Regions from separate parts of the Mus musculus genome. Here region 2 is linked to region 1. Evidence: chromatin contacts called from public Hi-C data. All regions are on one chromosome and are shown on one strand. Each heading gives the region's core, a stretch centred on a gene start, on an enhancer-like site or on the middle of the called end of the contact. The rest is flanking DNA. Distances are from core to core; before and after follow the strand shown. Region 1 overlaps Lpp (LIM domain containing preferred translocation partner in lipoma). Region 2 has its middle 32 kb from the start of Tprg.

What was found. A called contact is a pair of places that touch in the nucleus more often than the background predicts.
Region 2: a Hi-C map of bone marrow-derived macrophages shows a contact between it and region 1, with 14 read pairs. The contact joins two enhancer-like sites. A contact is called at or near these places in 2 of 484 Hi-C or Micro-C datasets (3T3-L1-derived adipocytes and bone marrow-derived macrophages) and 1 of 115 datasets of contacts at active chromatin or transcription factors (fibro-adipogenic progenitors).

What each region holds. Positions count from the first base shown.
Region 1 is chr16:24,773,241-24,779,862 of GRCm38.p6, reverse strand. All of the region lies in intron 8 of Lpp (LIM domain containing preferred translocation partner in lipoma), which reads right to left. Among named protein-coding and RNA genes, the nearest start is that of Mir28a, 51 kb to the left of the region's middle. Within about 2 kb of position 2,567, at least 15 of the 459 cell types and tissues checked have an H3K27ac peak or open chromatin away from gene starts, as enhancers often do. A contact at or near this core is called in bone marrow-derived macrophages, where this site is marked.
Region 2 is chr16:25,251,602-25,258,223 of GRCm38.p6, reverse strand. No RefSeq gene overlaps it. Among named protein-coding and RNA genes, the nearest start is that of Tprg, 32 kb to the left of the region's middle. Within about 2 kb of position 2,908, at least 33 of the 459 cell types and tissues checked have an H3K27ac peak or open chromatin away from gene starts, as enhancers often do. A contact at or near this core is called in bone marrow-derived macrophages, where this site is marked.

The DNA.
Region 1 (6,622 bases), core at 1,318-3,817:
GTCCTCTGAAGCTATATCGTGGTTGAAGTGGGTAGTGTTCTCTTCTAGACTAATCAAACTAGGAAGCTTATTTGACATTTCCACCACAGAGTCAGTAAGCTGTGTGAGGAACCATGCAAAATATGGGATCCAAAGGCTAAACGCTGGCCAGGCATGGTGGTGTACACCTTTAATCAAGATATTTGAGAGGCAGAGACAGTCAGATTTCGGTGAGTTGGAGGCCAGCCTGATCTACAGAGTGGGTTCCAGGATGCCAGGACAGCTAGGACTGTTACACAGAGAAACAGTGTCAAAAAAAAAAAAAAAAAAAGTCAAAAACCTTCAAATTAATGCTCAAGACCAAAATAAAAAAAGCAACCAGAAAAAGTGTTACAGTCTACCATCTTCAAGGATGCACCCACCAAAGATAGATCTGCAAGACAGAGCGGCAAACATACAGCAATGATATGCACATTACATTTTTCACTTACATTTCTGTCCTTTTACTTGTACATTTTATCACTCTACATACCTGCCCCTGTCAAAGGGTTGGCAGATTCTTTGTGCTGGCGTACTGGTCCTCACCCAATCTAATTTGGTTTTAATACATCTACATCACTGGGGTAAGCTGTTCAGAAAAAAGGTTACCGTGGGAAGCAAAATCATACGAAATCTCATGTTTAAACGGAGAGCATCCTTTCCATTTAAGTAGATGACCTGGATTGGGATGGTCTTGCCCATAACTCCTTTGAATGACTCAGTGTAGAGATAGCCATTCCCACAGGAGGGGTATGCTAATAGGGTTACAGGCTTGCTTCTCTACCACTACACTTTGATGAGACAGTCACCCATAAGACTGCCTATGCTTATCTTTTCTCATCAAACTAGAGTGAGAACAGCTGTAGAAACCATGACATTATCAACTCGGGAACACTTGCAGAGCCACTGCAATGGATTGTACTTAACAGTAGAGTGGGCCTTGACCTCAATGGCTTCTGTTTAAATTGGTGGGTGGTCCTTGTATTATCAGACACCGGAGCCTCTATACATTCCTGTCCTCCCCTGCCCTAACTGGCTCAAAATTCAATAAGCTGGCAGTTGCATATATCTCATTCATAAAAATTAAAATACAAACAGACTGGTCTGAGCAGGAATAATTATGCAAAGTATAAATATTCAAATGTCTCTATTGGTTCCGGTCACACTGGGTAATGCTGAGCCAATGGCTTGCCTGGGATGCATGCAAATGAGATACACTGCTAGACTGCCCTCCCTCCGTGCCAGGGAAAGCTCTGCTACAGGCTGACTGAGGGGGTGGATGAGTCAATAGATCAGGCAAATGGGGAATAGGAAAAAGCACAGATTCTGAGGCACGGTCAGCACTGGAGGGAGAAAATGGGAAGAGATTACTAGGGGGCTGATAAGTATTCTTTTCTATGGTCTCAGTGCTTAGGCACGAAGTCTTGGGAGAAGTTTCTTCAGGTTGTTAAAGAACTAAAAGAGAGCCCTCAGAACAGGTATCAGACTGGATATTCTCAAGCATTGAAAGCAGGGGCATAGCAATCGAGGCAATGAGGTGTCACAAGTGACGGGTGTCCCCTCTCATTTGTCCTGCAATTGTCTTAGACAAGAGAATGAAACTGGTACAACTGCAGAGTAAGTCCTCAAGAAGTACTGTGACATCTGGCACAACAGTGTGGGGCAGCATTCACCTCTTCCAAGTCTCCAAGATATCATCCAGACTCCCTTTAGATCAGAATAAAGGGAACTGCCTAGAGAAGTCTTCTCTGACCACTCAGCTGAGTGAGCATGACATCTGCAGCCTCTCTCACAGACTGTCATTATTCACGCCCTCCCCTCTGTAGCCAACACCAGAATATGTGCCTCAGCCCTCAAATGGGGTATGCAATATTGTGTGCACTAAAAATCAAAATACCTCCGAAGTGTAATGAAGCAATAAGAGCGAGCAGGGAGGAGTAGTCAGAGAAGGAATGGCTTCGAAGTGCGTTCCCAGAGAAGCACAAACCCCTTAAGCAGACATGGATGGACAAGAAAGGAATGGAAACATGGGGAAGGGGGCACTATGGTTGCTTATAAAGTACCGAGTGTGGGCTGAGAAGTATAGCCATGAGGGCCTTTCCATTGCATTTGGTCACATGTTCATGTGAATGTGTGAGTTTAATAGGGAACATGACGGAGATGTGTTTTCTTCTTTCAATGTATTTTTTATTTGGTGCATATGTCTAAGTATGTGCATTTATGTGTATATGTATGTGTGTAAGAGAGAAAGAGAGAGGCAGACAGAGAGACAGAGACAGAGAGATAGACACAGAGAGGGCTAACACACTCAAATGTGCCAAATTGCACACATGGAGATCAGAGAACAATTTGTGGCAATCAGTCTTTTCCTTCCACCATCTTGTCGCAGGAATTGAACTCAGGTTGCCAGTCTTGGTGGCAAGTCACTTTTATTCACTGAGCTATTTTGCTGGCTCAGGCATATTTAGCTGAATATAACAAGCTACTTTAATATGGTTTGCTGACAATGCAAATGTCAGTTCGTGTCTGCCACTTATGTCACAGGGATGAGTTCCTAGACTGTTTTGACTATTCCTGGTTCTGCTGTCATTGGGTTCATTGACCCATAGAGTCAAAAGTCATGTGATAAGAATGTGTTTTGTAACACCCAACAGAGGGAGTATGCTGCAGAAGGAGACAGCAGGCAGAGTGAAGATGGAGAGAATAAGATTAGAACTGTGGTCAAATTTACATGCATATTCACAGAGTGTACATGGAGGACCGTGTCTGTGACATGTAAAGAGTTCAGGTTTCTAACCTAGAAAGTGCTCAGTAGTTATAAGTACAGCACCACATAATTCATTCAATGTGAGCCACACAGAGTGCAATGCACAAGTTTCTGCACCTCTGCTAATGGTATAAATTTCTAACCTCACAAGTCGAAGAAACTTGATAGAAATTTCCTCCCATTTAAGGATAATCTTAAATTTTATATGGCATTAATAAATCTTGGATATTCTGCAAGGAAATTTTACAAAATTTTAATAATGACAATACTAACCCATTTTAAAAATCAACATTACTAGAAGAAACACTAAGTCACTTTGATTTTTTTCTACAGAAAGCATTTGCAATGCTAAGATGTGTGGGAAGGTGGTCAGGAAAGGTGTAGTCACAATATGTATGAAAATGTTGAGAGGCACTAAGTTATGATTCGAAAAACCTTGATCTCAGGCTTGTCAACCTCTAGGTGTGTGAGAAAGTGAATGTCTGCTGTGTAACGGTCCAGCAGGCTGTGGTATTTCTTATAGTAGCCTGGCCATACGACACCTCAATTCAAGCTTCACTGAAGAGGAAGAGACATAAAGGGTACAAGCTCATATCACACAAAATCTGCAGCTATTTCATCAATGAAAATGATGAACCAATCTGAACATTTAGCTGCTCTCTCAACCTGGGAGGTTTCAGAGTTATTCTGCAATGTCTCCTATGCTGCGAGGCCTTGGAGAGTCATTCTCCAGGGTCTCAAGTTGCTTGTGAATGGACAAGATGGCTTCTTAGAAAAACAGGGTCAACACTTACATGTTGTCTGAGAATCTAAAGTGTCATGAGTTTATCACTGAAATAACATTTGAGATAATTGTTGTGTTCTAGAATTTCCCTGAGAAAACTATGTTTCAATTTCCAGGAATTCTTTAGGACCATGTAATTTGTTAATAATCAAAAGAGAAATATAGAATTCTGCTGTGTGTGCATATGTGTGTATATGTGAATGCTTAATATGTGTGTGCATGTGTCTAAACATGCTTGAATGTGCTTGTGTGCATGCATTTGTGTGTTTAAACTAGAGGACAATGTCAGGTGTCATCCTCTACTGATCACACTACTTTCTGAGACTTGACCTCTCAGAGTCAGCAGCTAGGCCTCAGTTACACATTGGCTTGCCCACTCCTGTCTCTGCCTGCACAGCAATGGGAATAGAGGCTTACACTGCCATGCCTGTCTTTTATGTTGGTGCTGGGAATTGAACTTTGGTCCTTATACTTTCAACAACTACTGGACCAATTAAATTATCCCTTCCACCCTGGTTCTATCTTTGAATAGGAAAACCTCAACCCTGATTCTGTCTGTGCTTGAGTCAGAAATCTTACTGCTAAGATTAGAATCAGACACCAACGACTCCCTCCGCTTGCTAAAGATGGCGCCTCTCCCCCCACCTCTGTTTTTCTTTCTGGGATAGGGTCTCACTGTGTAGTTCTGGCTGACCTGGAACTCTTGATGGAGACCAAGCTGGCCTAGAATTCAGAGATTTGTCTGCTTCTGCCTCCTGAGTAATGGGATTACACTTATACAATACCATACCTGGCTATTTTTTTTTGAAAATAAGTATTTGTGGAAATATGAGAGAAGGAGGGAGGATAATAGAGCGAGGGGAGGAGGGAAAGAATGCTGGTGTCTGACTCAGAGAGCAGTCTTTCAGAGAACTCAGAGATGCCACAGAAGGGTAAGCAGCCCGGCCTTGTCATGTGATCAGCTTCGCACATACACGCTTTCCCACCCAACACTTTCCACCATCCCTAGCCAAGGCTCCCTCACTCGTGCTTCTCCTATAGGAAAGTAACTCCATGTTCCATTCAAAGGTTCCAGAAATGGTGGCTTTGGGTAGTTAATCATTTATTTAATTCTCTTTCAAGGCAGATTTGTTTTGTATCAATAGGAAATGTGATTAGTAAATGCAACATTCATTTTGCTCAACTGACTCTAAATTTCAAATATAAATGGGCTGGCTATCACACCACATTTTAACATTTCATTTTTCTCATCTGTTTATAATTTATTCTTTAAATATACAAAAAGATTAATGTAAAGGCACAAAGCAGGGTTATACTTTTGGAAAAAAATAAGTGTTTGTGGTCATTTGGGGCTTTGTCACAAGTTGTTGCTGCTCACTTGGCGATGCTGTGATTCAGGACACAGGCTGCAGCTCAGCAGTACTCCGCCCTGGGCTTCCAGGTGACCACCAACTTTCTTCTCTCTGCCATTCTGTTTCCTCTGTCCCACAACCCACCAATCTTACGCAACACACAAATCTTAACTGCCTGGTAAAGGCAGACTAGACCAGTGGTTCTCAAACTTTGGGTGGTGACCCTTTTCATAGGGAGGGGAATCACATATCAGATATCTACATTACAATTCATAACAGTAGACAAATTACAGTTACAAAGCAGCAACAGAAATAATTTTATGGTTGGGGCCACCACAACATGGGGAGCTGTATTGAAGGATCACAGCATTAGGAAGGCTGAAAACCACTGAGCAAGAAAAATGGATTTCCTGATGTCCTCTGTTAGACAAAGAACTAATAAGCCTGCCTGGCCATCATTCATCATCGTCATATTAAGTTGGACCCTCAGTAGCTTAATGCACGAGGGTTTCCTGAAGTCAAAAGTGGACTGATTTCAGAATCACTGCACATTAGTGAGCAGTTTCCGCTTCTTCTTCTTCTTCTTTTCTTTCTTTCATTCTTTTTTTTTTTCAGTAAAAATGTAATAGGTAAGGAAGGGTAAAGTCTTTGGTCTAATTTCCCTGAGTCTCAATATGCTACAAAGTAAAAATTCAAGGTCTAAGTAGAATCCACACACACTTGCAGAGCGACCAAAGGCCCACAGTAGAAGAGAGCATCCCATGGAAACGCCCTAGCACATCCGGGGGCTCTTCAGCACTGTCCCTGAGAGGTACTCCCCTCGGTACTCAGGTTTCTTGCTTAGCATGATCTACACTCAATCATATCTGACTCTGGTAGAAAAGACCTAGTTCCTTCAAAAGTGGGGATTCTAGGGTGAGGAGCCATTCATGAATCAGGAAGGGGAACAAGTGAGCAGATGCTCGAATCCTGAGAGCTTGCCAAATCCATACAAAGGGGATTCTTTTTTTTTTTTTAAATAAATGCATCAAAAAATATCTGGCAAACGCAACCTGAGTGGGAAGGACTTCCTCAGCTCATAGTTTCATAGCTTCAGTCCACCATGCTGAGGAGAAGTTAGGCAGAGAAAATGCCTGTGCTAACTTGGTTCTTTTTCTTCCTTTCACCCCACCTAACCTCCAGTCTGAGCTCACTGAGCACACTGCTGCGTGCATGCTAAGGGCCCTTCCCAGTTAAACTGTCCCCTCAAGAAAACTGTGCAGAGTGCTGGGGTTGGGGGTGGGGCATGGCCCCGCCATTTTACTCTATTCTCCTCTAATGGCAAAGCTTCACCTCCCTCCTTCTGTCCCTGTAAACGCCAAGCCCAGGGGACCTGAAGTCACCCTTGTTTCTTTTGCCTGTGACAGTTTTCATTCCCAACATAGAACTAATACACCCTATCCTTTCAGCATTGGTCCAAATGTCATTTCTTCAAAGACTCTCCCTCAGTGGGTCACTTTAATCCTTAACTCCTGACACCACAGCCATGAAAAGTATCACCAAGGCAAATTCAGTCCAGGAGTCTGTCTGACTTGAAGAAGGCAAAGGGTCAAGGGCAAAGGAGAGTCAGGATAACTAGACAGTTTATCATGAATCAGAGCAGGGATAACTGCTTATCATTGTCTTACTGTCTCTCTATAATAAAATTAATATTAAGACTAG
Region 2 (6,622 bases), core at 1,659-4,158, 480 kb before region 1:
TTGTGTGGCATGGGCAGAAAACTGAGCCCAAAATCCCATCTTTCGTAATACCAAATTCTATTGGTTCAAAGACTTGCAACTTCCACTGACATAATTGTGCTGTTTGTTCTTTAGCTCAGTAGCTTGACTCTGTGGCATTTTGGTGCTGAGAGAATTAAGAAAATCATTCCCACATTAAAGGTGTAAAAATCTTTTGAATACATTAATGAGGTGGTAGGAAGCAGGCTGACATTAAAGTACTTTGGAAGTTCTCTAATTAAGCCAAGCTAATGAGTTTTTCCACTCTGCCTGAGCACTAAGCCCAGCAGCCCAACAGAACGCTGACTTCTGTGATCTCCATGAGAGCATGCCACCAGAAGCCGAAGCCCATGTTCATCGTGGGCTGACTCACCCTGTCACACCTTCGGGTGAGACTTTCCTCAGAGCAACTCCATCCCTTGCACCTTGTGGGACTGAGATCTGAACCTCCTGAAGCTGCTGATCTCAAGTACCACAGAATCAGCACACTCCATCAAGGTCCAGAGGATGTCATGAAAACCACCCCAGATACCATGTCAGAGCTGGGAACAGTGTGGACGAGGAAATGAACTTTAATAGATGGAATCTGATTATTTAGCAATAATTGAAGATGGAGCACTGGGCACAGCACACTTAGAGAAATAGTTTAGGAAAAGAATAAAATTTAGAGACAATTCAGCCTCTTGCTAAATTAGCATATTATTCATTGGTTTGAGATCTCCAGATATATCAATCCCTTAACAGGTTTTGCAAAGTCACTTAAAATCTGGCCAAGGTACTCTCCCCACTTCTGCCCATTCAAGTTAGGGTGAGAGCACTGTCTCAGCTTCCTGGTCTTCACTGCTTTCTATATCAGATCACCTGGTACCTTATTGACTTGAATACATCTGCCAGATTCTCTGTTGTGGAACAACTCGCTGGATATATCGTTGATGGATATATCATTTTTCAATAGATGAACTAACTTAGAACTAGAGCACTTTATCCAGCTTCACCTGGCCTCCAGAACTACTCCTCAAACACTGGGGTATTACGTGTCAGCATTTTGCTGCCTCATAAACCTTTTGGTTTTCTTCTTGGAGAGTCAACAATTATATATATATATATATATATATATATATATATATATATATATATATATATATATATATACACACACACACACACACACTATATGGACAACTATGGGAATTGCTCTTCTATATTTTTCCCTCCACAACACTCCACAGGGACCCCTTGTCATGGGGACTGCCCCACCATTTAAAGTATAAAATGATACATTCAGAACTGCTTTTTGTGACTGTTCCAAGGAGTGGTTCATTTATGTACACAGCATGGTGAACTTGTGTGCACATCGGTCCTCTGCGGCTGTGCTGAAGAAAGCAGGCGAATCTACTCCTTACCCCATAGGACGAGGCTGTATCACAGCATCATGACACCATGCTCAGCCTGGGCTGCAGTGTCAAGTGCAGCCCAGACATCATCAAGTACACGTCAGCCTGCTGTGGGGATCAACATTGTCTCATAAAAGACCACAGGGCAAGCAAGTCCCTGGAAGAGAGCAGCAGATTAAACCTACAGGTCCTGCCAAGTCAAACACAAACGTTTTAGTTATGAGCAGATCACCTTAGAATGGCCAGAGATCCTGGACACCAGAGGGTAGCAAAACAAGAAAGAAAATGTGAGCAAACAGAAAGAGATACTGTGAGAAATACAGAGGCACCTGATCTCAGAGTGGAGATGTCGAGGAAGACTTTGCTCAAATGGTCATCACTTATAGAGGTAAGCACAGTGCTTGAGTCATTAATAGTCCAAAATACTCTCAGCTGTGATGAGAGTCCAGCTTCCCCTCCATTTCATAAGTGATGGAACTCAGGCACAAAAACTTTCAAGTGTCCAAAATCACTAAACTATGAGCGATGAGATGTAAGGTTCAAACATAGGCCTATCTAATCTAGAGCCTATGCTACTAGCCACAAAGACTGCTCAGGCCCCGTCCAACTCTAACTACTCTGAGATTCCTAGAATATTGAAATAGTAAGAAAAGGATTACATAGTAATTAATGGAGCTGAGTTCATCACCTCCCCTTTGTCCTCCAGTGGAATCCCTATGCTTGTGACTACAGCCCATCCAACCAAGTTTCAAGTTTGCGGTGTGTCAGTATGTATGTGTTCATGGATCTGACAGGGCTGGTTCACTTCAAGTAACCAAGTATGTCTTTGGACAGCTCTTGTCAAGATCCATAGAAGCGCCAATTCCAAAAATATGTTCCTTTAGTGGTTTTTTAGGGTTCTCTGCTTTGCACGGATTGACAATGTGGTAACAAGAGACATTCTGGAGACTGGATTTAATGCAACCATATGCTAGACAGAATGAGAACCCATATTGCAGCAGGCCAGCCGGTACATTTCCATGTTAACAGAAGCTTGATTGCAAATTACATTTAGTCTCAACAGCTCAGTTCACTGCACACAGATGCCATGGGGGACTGTAAAGTTAGCGAGATGTGGGGGAGTACGACTAACATTTTTTTTTTTGAAAAAAAAAAAAAATCCTTTAGCTGATAGAATGCCAAAAAGCATCAGCGCTGATGCTCAAAAGAAAATGCTTCTATATTTGTTTTGCCAGAAAAGGAAAAAATAATCATTGTCGCGAGTTGTTAGTCAAATTATGAATACGAGCGTGGCTGGTAATTGTCTGATAATACAAACAGTGATATTAGGGCTGTCAGATGCTGCACACATTGCATGACAGCTAATGCGTACATGCTCTCTGAACGCGGAGGAGCGCCACTGATTCTAACAGTCAGGGAGGCAGAAGGGCAGTGATTAAGGGAAATGTCGCTGGATTCTGGCCTCTTGTCCAGAGCTGGAACTGAGTCAACTTCCTGAAGTGTGGTCAACATCTCTGTGCTGGGGAGAATCTGTGTAATTGTGGAAAGACACAGTGTGGGTTTGAGCTGCAAATTCGTCTCATTTGCTGCGTAGCCCTGAGTAACCTCTATCCTCATAGGTTTTTCCACTTCTAAAACGGGAGTGATAATTTTCTGCCATGTTGTTGTCCTGGGGTTATTGTGAGGGTCTGCTCAGGGCTTTGGTTGTCAGCGTAAGTAAACCACATGGTACTCACTGAAACTGGAAGTTGTCTGGCTGGCTAAGCTTCTATTTGCTATGATTTTAAGAGCAGAGCTGGGATGCTCTCTTGTCCATTTTCTCGTGGCTGGAATCAATTTTTATTTAAATCTAAGTACATCTTTTAATTATAATTAGTCACTATAATTCCCTTTCCAAGCATTTGATCAGAAAGTACCGCTCCTCTAGATGCCTCGCGGACTTGTTGGCTCTGTGCCTCACCTGCTCAGGGGGGCTTCTGATAGCTTCTGAGCAAATCCTGTCGTGTCCTGCCACATGTGTATAATGTCTCCATTCTCTCCATCTCCTGATTCTGCATATTGCAGGCCATGACAGAGATAGTTTGTTAAACAGTGTATGTCTTCCCAGGACGGCTTGTAATTAAGTATGGCCATGACTAGGTTGTAACCAAGAAAGAAGACAAGAGATAAGATAGAAAACCTCTAGACCTCACCTTGAGTACGACATAGAAGGAAAGAGATGGGGGAGCAAAGCCAACAATGAAGGACCCCCAGGCTTCAAGTGACTTCCTGAAGGTTTAGCTCATCCCCCACGAATTGGGCTGAGAAGAGAATGAGGAACAAAAGTCCACTTTCCTAACCTCCAAAGTCAGTTGACTAGCTATTAGAGTAGCTGCCTCACCTTAACATCCAAGTGCCTTCAGGTTCACACAGGGCTCTGATACCAGAAGCAATAGCACACGGTGTGGTAGGCATAAAAGAGGATACCCTTACTCAGGCCAGCATCTCTGCCCATGCCATGCCTGTCCTACCACCTTGTGAGAACCCTACTGACCATTTGTTTGAGTTGAGGCCAAAGCTAGTCCACACCGGGACTAGTCCAGCACAGCCAATCAACAAGGAGTTCTGTTCTCAGCTGAACCTGGATGCTTATGTCAAGCAGTGCTTTGTACAGCTTAAAACACCTTTCTGGGGTCTACTGTCACATGGCTGCTGCTGTTGTTCACCATTTCGGTTTGGGCCTTTCCTTACACCGCCCCCCCCCCACACACACACACAAACATTTGTAAAGCTTCTCAAGATGGCTTTTGCTGTCATTTGCCGGATTTTTGCATACTTCTCAGTCTACTCCATTGACATTTGAATTGGCATTGGGTCATTTGATCAGTGAACTCAGAGGAGATTCTCAGAGTTTTCCACGGTGGCTTCAATGCTGACAGCCATGCAAAGAGAGTCTCTGTTAGGAAAGGGAAGCCTGAGTTTGAGTTCTGGCTCTTTGAATATAATGAAACAATCATTATTAGTCAGTCTGTCTCTGAAATAGGTATAAATGAAGATAGGAAAATCAGTCCTGGAATATTGCTGGCTTAAACCACTTTGTTCAGAATTTCATCTGTGTCCCTACCCCAGTACCTGATATGTGTTAGGCCCTCGTCAAAGATGGCTGAGTTACCGAATACTGTTTTAGAAATCAAATAAGGTAATAAACAAACAAACAAACAAAAACGCTCCATAAATTCTGCAGTAGAGTATTCAGGGAAGTGTTATTATGGCACAGATGGGGAATTCATGGACTGTCCCCAAACTGAAGAGTTACTTGGCTATTTTAAGATGTTGGAAGACACTTTCCCAAGTGTATTTCAAGTGTACATCAGTTGTGTGGTCCAGTGCTGTAATGCAAATGAGGCCTGTAAGAGAGGCAGTGTGCTATCTTATTAGAGGTAAAAGGAAGAAAGGCCTGGAATGTTCCTTAGTAGAAAGGCATAAAGCATAAGAGAGGAATCTTGTACTTGCTTGTTAAAACAAATAAGATTTTTTTTTCCTGCAAAGGAATCTCTCCTTTGGAATGTAGACTTGAAAAGGAATGTTGCTCCAAAGAGTGACTATTGATTTCCTAAGAGGTTCCCTATTTATTTATTTATAGTTTCACCAGGTCTGCAAAATGACTCGAGGCAGAATTTGTCAAAAGTGACCCATCCAATTGACAATGTACTAATCAAATCCTGACCTCAAAGATGGTGGTTTAAGGAAAAGTGGTATGGTATGTGCAAACCTCACTACGCATGACACTCAGAGCTAGTCACTTTCCTGACACAGCTTTCCAATCACCGAAGGACTGAGAACAGTGGCCTCTGGCAAGAAAAAAATCCAACAGACAACAAGAAAGGAGAAGGGAAGGTGTACCCACGTCCTGCTTCACCGTGGCGCTTCTCCCTCTGGTTCCTGCCATTTCCTCATCTAGCTGCTTCTTTGCCTTCACATTCTGACAAGTTCTCTTTCCTAAATGCATTTGTTGTTGTCCATCCCCAAAACACTCAATGGAAAGGATTCGAGCAAGTCTAATAGTCTTCTAGAAACTCCTAGAGGGCCCATCCGTCCCAACAGGACTCAATGCAATGCCTCACACAGACAGCTACTTGGTAATGTAGGACGTTGATCAGTAGGGAACCTCTCCTTAGGAGTTCCTCTTTCCCAAAAGCCCTCTCCCAGGAGACTCCTGAACTATATCTGTAAATATGTTGTCATCTCTCTTTGGCTTCCCTTTTCCCATGTTTCCAAGGCAGTAGCAGCAAAGATTAAAGGGGGCTGGGCACACTGTGTAGAACGATAGGTTGCTTCATTGTAGAGAGTTCATCGGGCTTCAGTCTAAATTATCCCATGTTGTAAGGATATGAAAGAGACCATCAACATGCCACACCCTGGGTTCACAAGGAAGAGAAATACATAGCTCCCATTTCTTAGAAGACCTTAGAATTGTTGGCAGATAGACTCAAATACACACAACCAGCATGTAATTTTTAAATTACAGTAAATATTGTCTGCAATTTATATATAAATTATTAAATATGTAATAGACTCACATCTACAGTATAGCACTATTAGGTGATATATTTTACATAGCATATGTTGTTAAATATTATAATAGAATCACGTACATAGTCCTCCAAAACCGTGGGGGTCATGCCAGGTCGTGAGATCAAAGGCAGCTTCAGAGAATAAGGAACATTTGAACTGAGCCGTGAAACAGCGTAGGCTTTCCCAATGGCAGGAGCCAGGAAGAAGGGCATTCTAAGCGGAGGAAATAACAAGTTTAGTGACAAAAGGGGGTGGACAGATGTCACAGTGAGAGGGGACAACAATTCATCTGGAAACGCTGGACCAGTAAGTATTTCCCAGAAAGGGCCCTGGGAGTGAAAAAAAGAAGTTCTATGGTTGGTAAGATTGGAAAATGCATCCTGTTTAGAACCATGGTGTGCAGGTGTGATCACCAAGGGTTGTGAGGGAGCAGTTGTGACGCCACCTAGAGCAGGACGGTGCCGTAGTCTTGAGTGTGGAAAGGGAAAGTACGCAGAGAAGGACAGATACAGAAACGCCTTAGAGGGGGGACATGATGATCAGAATTTACTAACTGAAAAAAAAAATCAAGAAATGGATGTCAAAGAGCAGGTTTAAGGTTGTTAGAGTGAGTGGGTCTCAAAAGGAAAAATTGGAACCTGGAGATGGTACCGTGG